Linked DNA regions of Mus musculus: region 2 is linked to region 1. A link is a contact called in public Hi-C data. All regions are on one chromosome and are shown on one strand. The core of a region is the stretch at or near the end of the contact, and the rest is flanking DNA. Distances in the headings are between cores, read along the strand shown. Region 1 overlaps Nfe2l2 (nuclear factor, erythroid derived 2, like 2). Region 2 overlaps Pde11a (phosphodiesterase 11A).

Region 1 (6,753 bases), core at 2,585-5,084:
TGAAAACAAAATTCCTTGTCCATTTGTAGCCTCATCAGAGCTCAGACTTCCTGCTCTGTTGTGTTCTTTGCCATAAGTCCTGTTTTTGTGGGGCCTTTCTCTCACACTCCTGCCCTTATTATATGCCGCCTGCCTGGAAACTGAAGTCTCCTGGCTAGGCCTTTTGTGAATCTCAACCCAACAAAGGCCACGTACACTGCCTAGGTTCCCCTGGGAGCCCTCCAACCCGTTGCTGGACCCTTTGTCATTAAGTGGGTTGATAAGCCATTGAATAGAACGACTTCCAGACCTGTCTCTTCACTTGCACAAGAATTTCTTACTCAGGGATTCCGGCCTAGGAACCTAGGGTCCTGTCAGTACAACTGGATAGAGAAGTTTGGCGAGTGTCTGCCTTTGGAGGAAGGCTAAATCCAAATGCAAACCAAACCAGCCCATCTCCTGTCCTCTCCTCACCCCCACCCCCCTCAAGGTTTTAAAGTATTGTTTTATACTCCCTCTTCCAAAATAACTTTGGCTTTTAAAGTTAGCTGAGCAGTGAAGAGAAGGAAAACCTCTGGGGACCCTGGAAGCGCAATGGCACAGCTGAGAGGCTTTTGCGTTTGCCACTGTTTGTTGCCATGCAGGTGCTGGTGACAAACAAGTTATGGCCTCACCTTCTATTTTTCATGCAGTGGCTAAACCCAGAAAAAGGCACTGCTTTCATAGTCACTGACATTTGCTCCAGGAGATAGATTTATTAATAGTGTTGCTGCCACACCCCAGCCTGCTCCTTTATACTTTAAAGAGGCACTTACACACTTTCTTCATATGAAAGATCATTTTGAGGGAGGACCGGTGTTGTCTTGGCTTTCTGTTGAATTGGAATCCACTGTGAGGGTAGGGTGGGCGAGTGGGCATCGTCACCTACACAGTTTACAACAGAGTTGCCCAAGGCTTCTAAGCTGTAGTGTGCTGTCTGTCCGTTGTTCAAACAGCGTCCCCAAAGAAGGGGGCTGAGAAGTAGATGCCTGTGTCCTACAGTGTCACTGTGCCTGCTGTGGCTCTCACTGTCACGATGGGTTGGGTGTTTGCTGGCAAAAGTACTAAAGTTCCTTGTGCTTCCATTTCCTTACTCCAGAGTGATGGTTGCCCACTTGGTGGATTGCTGTGCGTCCAGACGAGGCGGTACAAGTTTTGGAAGGAGGTTTCTGAGCACGCAGAAAGTGTGTGATCAGAGGTGGCTGCTCTTGTTGCAGTGCAGTGTCTACTTTATCTGGACTTAGACCATCCCCACGTTGTAACCTTCCGTTCTCAAAACCCAGTGTGACCAGTGTCTCACACAACTCTATAGTAGATTTTTAATCTGCTTTTTATGTATATGGGTGTTTTGCCTGTATGTATTTCTGTGTACCATACATGTACTCGATGCCTTCAGAGTCCAGAAGAGAGCATCAGATTACAGACAGTTGTGAGTTGCCATATAGGTTCCATGAACAGATCCAGCTTCTGTGTAAGAGCAGTGAGTGCTCTTAACCACTGGTTTAGCCATCTCTCCAGTCCCTAGTAATCCTTTTTATAGGCCCAAATTGCATTGTAGTAGTCAGCAACAATAGTGAGTACCATGATGCACTTTCAGATATATACATATGAAAGTAGTTGAAATATAATTTCTAAGCTCAGGGTTAATTTATGTCTTTATTGGGAACACAGAGCCCTTTTACATGACGTGTTTAGTAGCCATGGTAATCATCTCATTTGTAAATTATGCTATTATGGAATAATATGAAAAACTATTGAGTTTAGTCATTAAGAGCCCTCTTTGTGATTCAGATTCACACCAGCTCTTTGGAGTAATTGCTAATGATACCTAGAGTAGTTTGGAAGGGCTAATGTCCACAGTTGTAGCCTCGGGAAGTTGTTAGCCACACATTTGCTTAGAGGACACCCGAGGAGGGCATGGGCCATAGTGGGGACCGCTGCAGGGCTGCGCTGTCCACCACCGCAGCCACTAGTCACCTTGCAGTCTGGAAATGTGATGAGTGACAGAAACCAAGAGGCTGGAGCTTTAGTGTTAATGAGCATGACATTTATAAACAGCAGAAACGACTTTTCTGGTTAATAAGCCTTAGGTAGTCCTCTAGCTCAGGAGGAGGCTCGGGGCTCCTGGTCCTGCCTTTGTAGGGCAGCATTGTGCGCTGTCTTGTGGGTAAGATTATTGTGCTCTGTCACCTTTAATATCACAACAATACTGTTAACATGTTAAAATGCTATTGGACCAAATTGGATTAAATACGTTGTTCAAATTAAATTCACTGTGTTGTTTTTGTTATTGTGTCTGAGCTGCAAACAATATCAGTTACATATGTTATTCACATTATATTTCTTATGAAGTTCCTTTAGAGCATTCTGTAATCTAAAATTAGTGTGTATTTTTACATTAAAATGAATTTTCAATTGTAGTTTGGACATGATAAAATCTGAAACACTTAGAGGTTTAGACATCTTCCGGTCCAGTCCCACCCTCTTTCCGGTGCAGAAAGCAAGGCAGAAGGTTTCTATCAATCGATGGTGCCCAGTTCCAGGTAGGGCCTGAAACCTAGTCATCTTTTTCCTGTTACAAATAGAAATTTAGTCCTTAGAAAAGACAGCATTGCAGGTGGAAAGGAATGTGGCTGCTGTCCCTGACCAGTGGAAAGAGTGTGTTCAGTAGGTGTTCACTGTGTGTGTCATTCCTGGGCAGTGTGATAACACTTTCACGAACAGTAATGCTCATATTCCCATACTGTGTGTGGCCATCCATGTTGGAAGACTCCATACTAGTTTTCCTACTTTTAGTCTTTTCCTCCCAAAGCCAGAGATGTTTTGTTTTGCTTTTTTTTTTTTTTTTTTTTTTTTTTTTTCAGGTAAAGACACATTGTTTTTTTCTTTTTTTTATTTATTTATTTATTTATTTATTTATTATATGTAAGTACACTGTAGCTGTCTTCAGACACTCCAGAAGAGGGCGTCAGATCTTGTTACAGATGGTTGTGAGCCACCATGTGGTTGCTGGGATTTGAACTCCTGACCTTCGGGAGAGCAGTCGGGTGCTCTTACCCACTGAGCCATCTCACCAGCCCTTGTTTTGCTTTTGAGACAGGGTTTCTCTTAAGTAGACTTGGCTGTCCTGGAACTTGCTCTGTAGACCAGGCTGGCTTCAAACTCAGAGATCCACCTGTCTGCCTACTGCACCACCTGTCTGCCTACTGCACCACCTGTCTGCCTACTGCACTCTAGATTTAAAGGTTTTGAGCAGGGGATGCTACTATAACCTAACTCAAAGCCATAGATTTAAAAACAAACAAACAAACAAACAAACAAACAAACAGAAAACAGCAACACACTTTAAAAGCAGACCCATAGCTTGTGTCCTTAAGGAAAAAAAAGAATTTGACTGAGTGTGTTTAGATAGAGTTCTGAGATCACTTAAAAGTTTAGGCCTTTTTGTGTTGTTCTGATTTCCCAGGCCTGACCTGAGATCGTGACCAGAACCCGCTCAGGCGTGGAGGTAGGCAGCTCGAGCCGTAGACACAGCCCATGTGTGTCTCGTGTCTTCTTTCTTTCATTAACCGTCACACAGAGGCATAGGAATTACACGACATAAAGATGCAAGTGAATGTTTGTGACCTCTAGGCACTTGAATGTTAGAGCCAGTGCCCAAGAAGTGCCTTTCTCAAGGACGACAAGGGTATTGCCCAGGTCCCCAGTCTTGGGAAGCTGGGGGTGAACAGTCAGCTTTGTGTTGCTCTTAGTGGGTATGTGGCCTGTGTTGTCCAATTCGGGCTTTTTTGAGTACACACTAGTTTCAGGCTGTGGTCAGGTTACCCTAGAGGCCAGGCCCTAGATAGGCTGTGGCAGGGGCTGAGGGCTGGGAGGCTCTCCTGAAGCATGCTATTCAAACCTTCTGGTGGTGAAAGCATGCATGCCTCTATGGAAGGGTGCAGGGTCCCTGGAGGCCCTGACTAGTCAGATGTCAGCTGAGTTTTTAATAACAGGATTTTACAGGCTGTTATTTTAGCTTCACAGATAAGTCCACATAGCAGGGTTTGTTACTTGGTTTTTTGTTTGTTTTTGCTTTTGCTTTTCCCCTACTTTGATTGGACTGAGTCTTGCTCTGTAGCTCAGGCTGACTTCCAATTTACCAGCAATACTTCTTTCTGCCCCTGCATTCTGAGTGCAGGATGGTGAGGTGTGTGCTAGTAACCTGGCAACAGTATTGTCAGTGTTGGTGTTCAGAGAAGTCCATAAAAGTTGGTGATTTTTCTTAGTAGAAGAAACTGTAATGGAGGGGCTGGAAACATGGCTAAGCAGTTATCTTGGAGAGGATCCGTGTGTGAGTCATAGCACCCACACAGTGGCTTACAACCATCCACAACTCCAGTGCCAGAGGATATGACACCCACTGCTGACCTCAGCAGGCATATCAAGCATGGACATGGTGAATCATGTAAACAAAATGTGTGTAAAGTAAGTTTTAAAAGGTTTCAAGAAATTGTAAGGAGAAAGTCTGTCTGATATTTGTGTTTGGTTGACCAGATGTATTCTCCTGTGTTCTGCTCAGTCACAAAAAGCCTGTCACCGGTTGTCCACTTAGCATTTTGAGCCTTGGATTACTAATTTATAGCCCCAGAGTTGGCTGTGATCGCACAAATCACTGTTAGCTTTCTTTACAGTCAGTTACAACCTGTTCTAAGTGTCAGTCAATGACCAACAGACAGTCTTAGAAAGGACATCTTTCTAGACTTTAAAGAACCAATGGATGGGTCAGCCTGGCTGGACTTGTCTCCTGTCTTCTGTAGCTTGTCTTCAGCAGTCTGAGGCTTGCTTGTGCTTGCTGGTTGTGCTTGCTGTGCTGGGGTGTTGCTGCTGATAAGACTTCATTCACCTACTCTTCCCTTTGTACACTACATCCTCTGGATTTTATCCCTGTGGATGTGCAGGCAGCTGAACAGGAGCTTGGCTAGAGCATTGGTGGGCATAGACTCCAGAGAGTTTATTCACACTGGAGAGATGGCTCAGAAGTTAAGAATGCTGTCTCTTCTTTTAGAGGTTCTGAGCCCAGTTCCCAGCAACCACATGGTGGCTCACAACCATCTGTAGTGGAATCTGAGGCCCTCGCCTGGCATGCACATATACGCACACAGAACACTCATACATAAATAAACTAAATTTAAAACAAACCTGGATTTCTGGAAAAACAGTGAGTACTCTTAACTGCTGAGCCATCTCTCCATTCTCCTATAAACCGTGAACCTGGGGGCTGGAAGGATGGCTCAGTGATTAGGAGCGATTGCTGCACAATTATGAGGACCTGAGCTTGGAATCCAGCATTCACATAACAAACTGGCACGGTCTCGTGCATGACTGTAGCCCCAGAGTCTTGAGGGAGGATTATTGGAGCTCACTGATGCTAGCCTGACCAAAAACCATGAACTCCAGATTCAAGAAGGGACCCTGACTTAAAGCCGTAAGACCTGGTGATGAAGACACCTTCCTCTGGCCTCTACTCCCATGTGTTGGCATATGCACCCACACACAAAAACATGAAGTTTTTAAAAAGCATAAAAGCACATTAGGTGTGGGGGCTCCCAGTACTCGAGAGGCAGAGAAAGGTGGATCTAGTCTACTAAAGGCCAATCTAGTCTACGGACTGAGTTCCAGGACATTAAAGAAACCTCGTCTGGGGGGCTGAGGGTGGGGAGCCCCTTGAAAAGGAATAGTGAAATAGAGGTACATCCTTTTTCCTCTGCCAGCATGGTAACAACAACAACAACAAAGAACCAATAGAGAAGTAGACTAGAGGTAGTTTTACAGTTCTTTGCCCTCTGCTGCTGGGCAGTTATCTCACCTTTGCAAAAGCAGAGGACTGTCTAGGTGATTCCGACAGCCCTCTCTGTAGTGGTATTCCATGACTGTGCGGTCCCATGTGTTCCCATGTGATCCGAGTCACATGTACCAAAAGGTCCAGATGTAAGGAGGAAGGAAAGCTCTGGGGGTGAGAGTTTCCCTTGAGCTGGAGAACTGGAACTTTGCGGGGAAGGGGGATGCTCGCAGTTGAGAACGAGAGAAAATATTGCCACTGTCACGCAGAAAGACCAAGAACACAAGGTTGCAGCTGGGTTGACTTTATATGCTCTTACTGCCTTGTTTTCTGTTTTGAGACATTCTTGCCCTGGTTCGTGTTGACCTTGAACTCAGAACTGTTCTTGCTCCAGCTGCCTGAGTCCTGTGATTACAGGTGTGTGCCTGACACCTGTTGCTTTCAAATACTCACTGAGTCAGGCCTTGGGAGTCCAGACTTAGCCCTTGTTTATGTTCATGGTCGTGACTGTTGTGCGAAGTGGCAGTTACTACTTCTGTTGTGTCTCTGCCTACTTAGTGGCTTTTCTCTGTGCTGCCAGAGGTCCTTAATGCTGCTCCTCATGTCTCCTAACAAACAGCCCTTGCGTTACTGGCACCTCACTGTTCCTGTGACCTGTGTGAATGTATTGTTCAGTGGTAGATAAACTAATGACCCACTTAGTCTGTACACTAATCTTGCTGTTCTTGACTACCACTTGTGTTACTACCACTTTTTGGTAAGAGTTTTAGCCATTAGTGCATATTACTTTTAAGAAATATTGCTTGCTCTTGCTGCCTTTGTGGCAGGTGCAGGAAAATTGGACTGACACAGAGGTTAGCATGCCTTTGTACAGAGACAATGTGAAAATTTGTGAGGTTTTCCTTATATTTTAC
Region 2 (6,025 bases), core at 687-3,186, 370 kb before region 1:
AGCTACACAGAGAAACCCTGTCTCGAAAAACCAAAAAGCAGAAGAAGAAGAAGAAGAAGAAGAAGAAGAAGAAGGAGGAGGAGGAGGAGGAGGAGGAGGAGGAGGAGGAGGAGGAGGAGGAGGAGGAGGAAGAGGAGGAGGTAACTTTTAAAAAAAGAAATGAAAAGTTTTTCTCAGATTTAAGAACCATATGCCTAGCACAAAGAGTAAAATAAATAAATAAATAAATAAATAAGAAAAAGGGTAATTTAAAGTGTACTGAAGAAAAACAACAACAGAAAGACCCGAGGAGCTATGTGCTGGAGAAGCAGAGCCTGCAGGTTAGATGTACAACGTAAAAGGAATGACGAGGTGCTCTCTGAACCAAGCACGTCGGCAAGGAATTGCTAACACGGGGAAGATAGAGGACATTCAGAAACAAGCAATCTGACACTAAAAATATCAGGAATGAGGCTGGCGTGTTCTTCCCAAAAGCAATGTTGTAAGCCAGCCAGTAAAGAAGTTAGTCTCTTAGAACCCTGAGAGAACTTATCTTCCCCTAGAATTGTTAGGCAGACTAACAGTTGAGTGTGAAGATAGAATAAGGCCCCTGCCCCCGACCCCAACCATGTAAAACCTGAGAACACCTGCCTCCCTAAGAAACAGACAACGCTTGCTTATGAAACCTGCAAAATGAGGCAGACATTGAGGAAAGCCACAGAAGACAAGAGATAAGAGATCATCCCTCAGGGAGGGGGCAAACCAGACCTGACCACCCTCAAGACACGAAGGATCACATAAGTGTGAAGCTTTGGAGTCTCTTCAAAATTATTTAATAGATATTTTACAAAGTCGTGTAGGACATGGAAAGGCATAGCTGTTTGAAAGAAATATGGACTCCAGAAATTTAAGAAAACGGTTACAGTGTATCGGTCGGCTGGGCAGTGGGCAGTACTTACAGGGTGACCATGACGAAAGCTCTGGGCATGGATTACATTGGGAATAGAAGGGAGGTGCAGGGACCACCCATCACCTCCCATCCACCACCACACCATCAGTGCTTCAAGGCATGCTGGGAGGGATGCTAGGAAGATGCTCCTTGTGAGCCTTAGGCACAGGACAGAGCCTCCCCGTGACTCAGTTCTTTGTCATAACCAAGGATAATAGTAGCTATTACCTCATTCACCAAGTAAGTTAAGCAGTTGAAAAGTCTTAGGAGAATTGCTAGCAGCATAGAAATGAGTGTGTAAATATTTGGTAAAGAATCAAGTGCTAAGACGCATGTATATTGTGTAGCAATATGGGGTGATGTCACCAGATACTTAAGAGACTCTGGTTTCCTTTACAAATCAGGAATAATGAACAGTGAGGGAGACTGCAGACTTTCAGCTTTATGCTTCTTAGTATGGCTTTAGAAAACTATTACGAGTAATAACATAACAACAAATAACATCCAACAAGTTTTAAAACCAAGGCTGTTCACAAGCTTTGGCAAGGACTACTTCATAGCCTCGGACAACTTTATGAACATTTTCATTGGTTGTATAAGTGATGTCATGTGTGTTTCCAAACTTAGCCAGGGAACCAAGTCAGTTTTGAGAAATAAAATTGCCAATGCAGGAATCCATCGCTCAGTTATTTCCGTATTAAAACCACAACTAATTTTAAAAAAAAAAAGTTTTCATTGCCCTAAAAGTCTTACAGGTATTAGCCCGTGATCTGAGAGCTTACATGGAAAGTCATTTCAACCGCACTCCCCCCTCCTACCCTCTGATAGAGAATTTAATAAGTAATGGACCAGGAGACTTACAGTGTAAGGGGGGGGGGCAGCAAACGCTTCAGATGGAGAAGGCGAGCAGATCTTTCTCCCAAAGGCGTGTTTCCTCTTCCAAACTAATGAAAGGGCCAGCTGGAGCTGGAGGGCTGGTTCTGTTTTCCTGCCCGTAACGACATAAAACTGCTTCCAGGAGGAATTGCACCCCAGCCACATAGTCCACACAGCTACCGGGATCAGAAACAAAGACTTCCAAATAGTGTGCACGCCCCTTGACGCTCAGGCCTGGGTTGTCCAACCCTCAGTTTCTAGGACTTACCTGTATGCATTCCAATCTGTTCATCAGCCCAATATGTACTAAGAGATTTATAAGATAATTCTAGAACACCATCACACAGCAGTGTGAGTACTTCTTTCTTTATTACCCCACGTATTACAAAGCAAGGTTTTGTTCTGTTTGCTGACCCTCAAAGTAACAGCTGGGGGCTGGAGCTTTTCAGTTCTGAACGTCCCTTCACACCTTCCTACTTCTAAATACAATGCTTATCGTACCGTGTGCAATGTCAAAACACACTTCACTCAGGGCCTTTCCCAGACTGTCCATGTGGAGACCGACAATCCTCTTAAAAAGGGGGAATAAAACAGACTGAACTTGGTCCTGATGCAACAGCAAGCGAATCCCTCACTGTGGGGACCTTAGGCTGAGCAACTGACCACTCAACACACTGTCATCTAAGAGGGTGACAGCTAATCATTTCCTTAAATGATGTGGGCATGAAACCAGCCGACTGCTGCTGCCTTCCTGCCCCTGGCACTGACTAGCCCTTGTCCCCTTCTTCCCAGACTGCTGGGTTCCAAGAGATTCTGACCGAGGTGGAAATTTTAGCGGTGATTGTGGGATGCCTGTGTCATGACCTCGACCACAGGGGAACCAACAATGCCTTCCAAGCTAAGTAAGTGTTCTAATTCTTGTGATTTTAATGCATTTGCCTTTCTGTTCGGAGCCAAAGGTGACAAGTGCTAAGGAGTTAAAGCATTAATTTCTGGCATCAGAGGCCAAGGCCACGCAGGCTTGGGCATGCATGTCATGGGGGCCCATCCATCTTTATAATTCCCCATTCTTCTTTTAATTGCAAATTTGCCCTCCGTGTCATGCTTGTTGATTTGGTCTGTCTCTGCTGACCTCAGTCAGAGAGCACAGTTGAGGTTTTCAAAGGCCTATTCTTTCCCTCTCAGCCTATTTGCCTCCATCCCGTGACAAGCCACTTGGACCTGCTACTCTCAAATCTGGTTTTGAGATGATTAGAATTAAAAAAAAAAAAGTCTCAGGAAGATTAATGAAGCAAAGATTGCTTTGCTCTTCCCATTCCTCGTCCCATGAAAAGATGGAAACAGACAAAGGAATCACATAAACACGGGGATGGGTAATCGACTATTTGTTCTGCACGTGAGTCACCTAGATAGACCAATCTGTCTGGTCAAGAAAGCCACTACTCGGTGGCTCACATTGTGGCAAGGGCCACAGGACTTAGGCGTGTTAGAAATACAGTTCAACCCCAGGACTCTTGCAATGAGGTCACAGGTCACGTTTTAATGTTCCTTTGAACTAGCTATCTGCTAAGATGCCCAGGGACTGTGGAGACTTGTTTCATATGGGAAGGCAACAGTAAGATAGGCTTCTATAGAGAGGTGGGATTAGCTTTCAGATGACAGATTTCAAAGTTCTCAAAGAAGGTAGATCTCTTCTAGTGAAATCCCAAGAACCCACTGTGAGTCAACTGGCTGCTTTCAGCTAGTCCTTCCTTTTATGCCCTAAACACCTCCTGAGTCAGACCTTGATGTCTTGGGCCCTTGTGTTTGATCTGGTCTGGCAAACTGTCTTGACTGAGAGTCCTTCTCTCCATCCTTCATCCTACAGCCCAGCGCTTCAAGCTTCCCTCCTCACTCAATACTCACTACCTGACAATTCCTCAACCCTCTTAAACCTCCATGACATCCAGCCTGCAAAAACCCAGCCTTAGTTCAGTCTGACAATTCAATTTCTTGCTGCCCTGCCCGGACTTGTCAAAGCCCTGGGAGAAAAATATCACAGTTATGCAAGCTTGAGACACAACGGATATACATCTCCTCAACCCAGCTGCGCACTCCGGACTCCACCCGCTCAGCCTGCCCTCAGCTGTTACATACCCCTGGTGTTCTCTCCGCCCAAGCTTCACTGCCTCCTCACACTGCTCTACAGATCACCTTGCCTCCTACTTGACTGAGAAAATTGAGGCCATCAATCGAGAACTCTCTCCATTTCCTCCCCTGCCACCCACACTTCTCTATCCCTCCCAGTTCTTCCCTCTTTCCCTCCTATCTCAGTGAAAATGCCGGTCTTTCCTGTCTCTGGAGCTAATCCCTCCAGCTCGGGACCTCTCCTGCCTCTCCTCTGGGGGACTTTCACCATCAATCTCCCTCCTCTTTCCTGGATCTATGCCTCCCTGTCTGTGGGTTCTCTGCATCTAATTAACATGAACAGCTCTGCCCCGCCTTGAAATATACACCGCCTACATGCACGCACACATGCAAGTGTCCTTTTTAGTGACCGCTGTCTTCCCTTCTTTCTTTCCAAGTTTTTTGAGAAAATGTCTATGCTGTTCCTTTTGCTCCCGCTAACACCTTCCTTTGCACAGGGCTTTAGATCCCATCTCACAAGCAGAGCTGCCCCCGGTGACCCATTTCCAAAGCTGTTGTACTTGTCTCACGCCCTCCGTTGTTGGCCCAGCTTACCCATGGGCTGTGTTTTCTCACTGCCTCCTTCCAGAACTTCTCTTCAATTTTTCCTCATAAAAGATCTCTATCTACCTTTGTAGCCTTCCTCCGTAGTTTGCCTCCAGGCCTCCTGTGGCCCACCGTGCTCTCCTGTTCCCTTGACTATTTGTGCAGGGCATCCACGCACCCACTCCCGAGCCCTGGCTGCATTGCTCAGAGCCTAATTCACATGTGTTTATCTCTAGATGCTTCTACCAACTGTGGGAAGAGCCTCCTACTTGAAGACCCCGGATCCTCCAGTTGTTAGTCTTCCCCTTTGTCTGTGTCCCTCTTTCTCTTAGTCTCTATCCCAGGGAACAGATGAGTTATTTAGCAGCCTCGATAGCCTCTCATCAGAGCCAGCCCCTCTTCTGCAGTCTTGGGGCAACCTGTGCTTCCTTGGCTCTCAGCTCTCCTCATGCCTTCTTGGTAATCTGACAAATCCCTTTTCTCGCACACAAAAGTGTTCATATCAAACTCCTGCTTCATCCTCAGGCCTCCTACGAGTTTTAGATATTCATATTCCTTAGTTTAGCCTCTTACGACTCCTTTAAATCAGACCCCGGCTCATTTCTCTGGCTTAGCACTGGCTTACCCAGAAGGGACTTGCTCTCAGAGAGCAGATCCTCTCTTTCCGGTGCCCTTCTCTGCACACACCACTTCCAGGGGTCTAGCCGATGCACCCTGCCCTTGGTATTGTGTCTTGCCTTCATGGTGCCCTGGTAATGTCCTTTCAAAAGCACGTATCCTGTTCCATTTTGATTGCTGACAGGAGCATAATAAACACACAGGAAATGTTTACTGGAAGACTGAATAGTAACTGGATGAATTGTATGTATTTTAATATACCTTCTCAATAGAGTTTCTTGATTTTTTTAAATAAATGTGGCCTTTTACAGATGCAGATGGTGAAACACAGCCTTTAAATACATAGGTTTGATGCGGTGGCAAAGGCTTGAAGCCTGTTACTGTGGACACCATGTGCTCCTTTTGACAGTTCTTAAAGTTTGTTTAAATTTCCTTTTTTTTTTTTTTCAAAAATTCCTCTTTTCCATGCCAACGATATTCTGTCAGTGAATTTCCCTCTAGGACCCTCTTCCCAGCCAGCTACCATGTTACCAGTGATGCAAAAAGAAGAGCTAACCAGTTAGAATTGTGTCTGTAAACCAGGAATAAAGTCCCTGTGTGTCCTTTTGAAGAGAGATGGGCACAAGACACAGCATCCCGGAGTACCACTGACCACTGCAGCTAGTCAGTATATCGCACTGAACAGGGAGTTCTTCTCAACATCCGCCCCTCAGCAGATTAGACCAAGAGTTCATCCCTATTAAAAGTTGAGCCAAGAAGATACTGCTGAGCGTGCTCACGCATTGCATTGGTTAGCTGTAGAGAACTGAGCTGCAGCCCCCTGCCAACTTGGGGCTGCCATTGGGAGATGCTATGATGACTACATACCAAGTGGATGAGAGAAGCAAGAAG

Evidence for each region. A called contact is a pair of places that touch in the nucleus more often than the background predicts.
Region 2: a contact with region 1 is called in a Hi-C map of the C2C12 cell line, with 2.2 times the contacts expected there. The contact joins two enhancer-like sites. A contact is called at or near these places in 5 of 39 promoter capture datasets (the HPC-7 cell line, cranial neural crest, maxillary cranial neural crest and 2 more), 4 of 484 Hi-C or Micro-C datasets (the C2C12 cell line and embryonic stem cells), 6 of 115 datasets of contacts at active chromatin or transcription factors (astrocytes, embryonic limb bud, embryonic stem cells and 1 more) and 1 of 9 other capture datasets (embryonic stem cells).

What each region holds. Positions count from the first base shown.
Region 1 is chr2:75,686,737-75,693,489 of GRCm38.p6, reverse strand. The region is part of intron 1 of Nfe2l2 (nuclear factor, erythroid derived 2, like 2); the gene reads left to right. Among named protein-coding and RNA genes, the nearest start is that of Nfe2l2, 15 kb to the left of the region's middle. Within about 2 kb of position 3,834, at least 83 of the 459 cell types and tissues checked have an H3K27ac peak or open chromatin away from gene starts, as enhancers often do. A contact at or near this core is called in the C2C12 cell line, where this site is marked.
Region 2 is chr2:76,055,657-76,061,681 of GRCm38.p6, reverse strand. Pde11a (phosphodiesterase 11A) reads left to right here. Exons shown (of 20, transcript NM_001081033.3): 13 at 2,597-2,706. Among named protein-coding and RNA genes, the nearest start is that of Gm52518, 22 kb to the right of the region's middle. Within about 2 kb of position 1,936, at least 14 of the 459 cell types and tissues checked have an H3K27ac peak or open chromatin away from gene starts, as enhancers often do. A contact at or near this core is called in the C2C12 cell line, where this site is marked.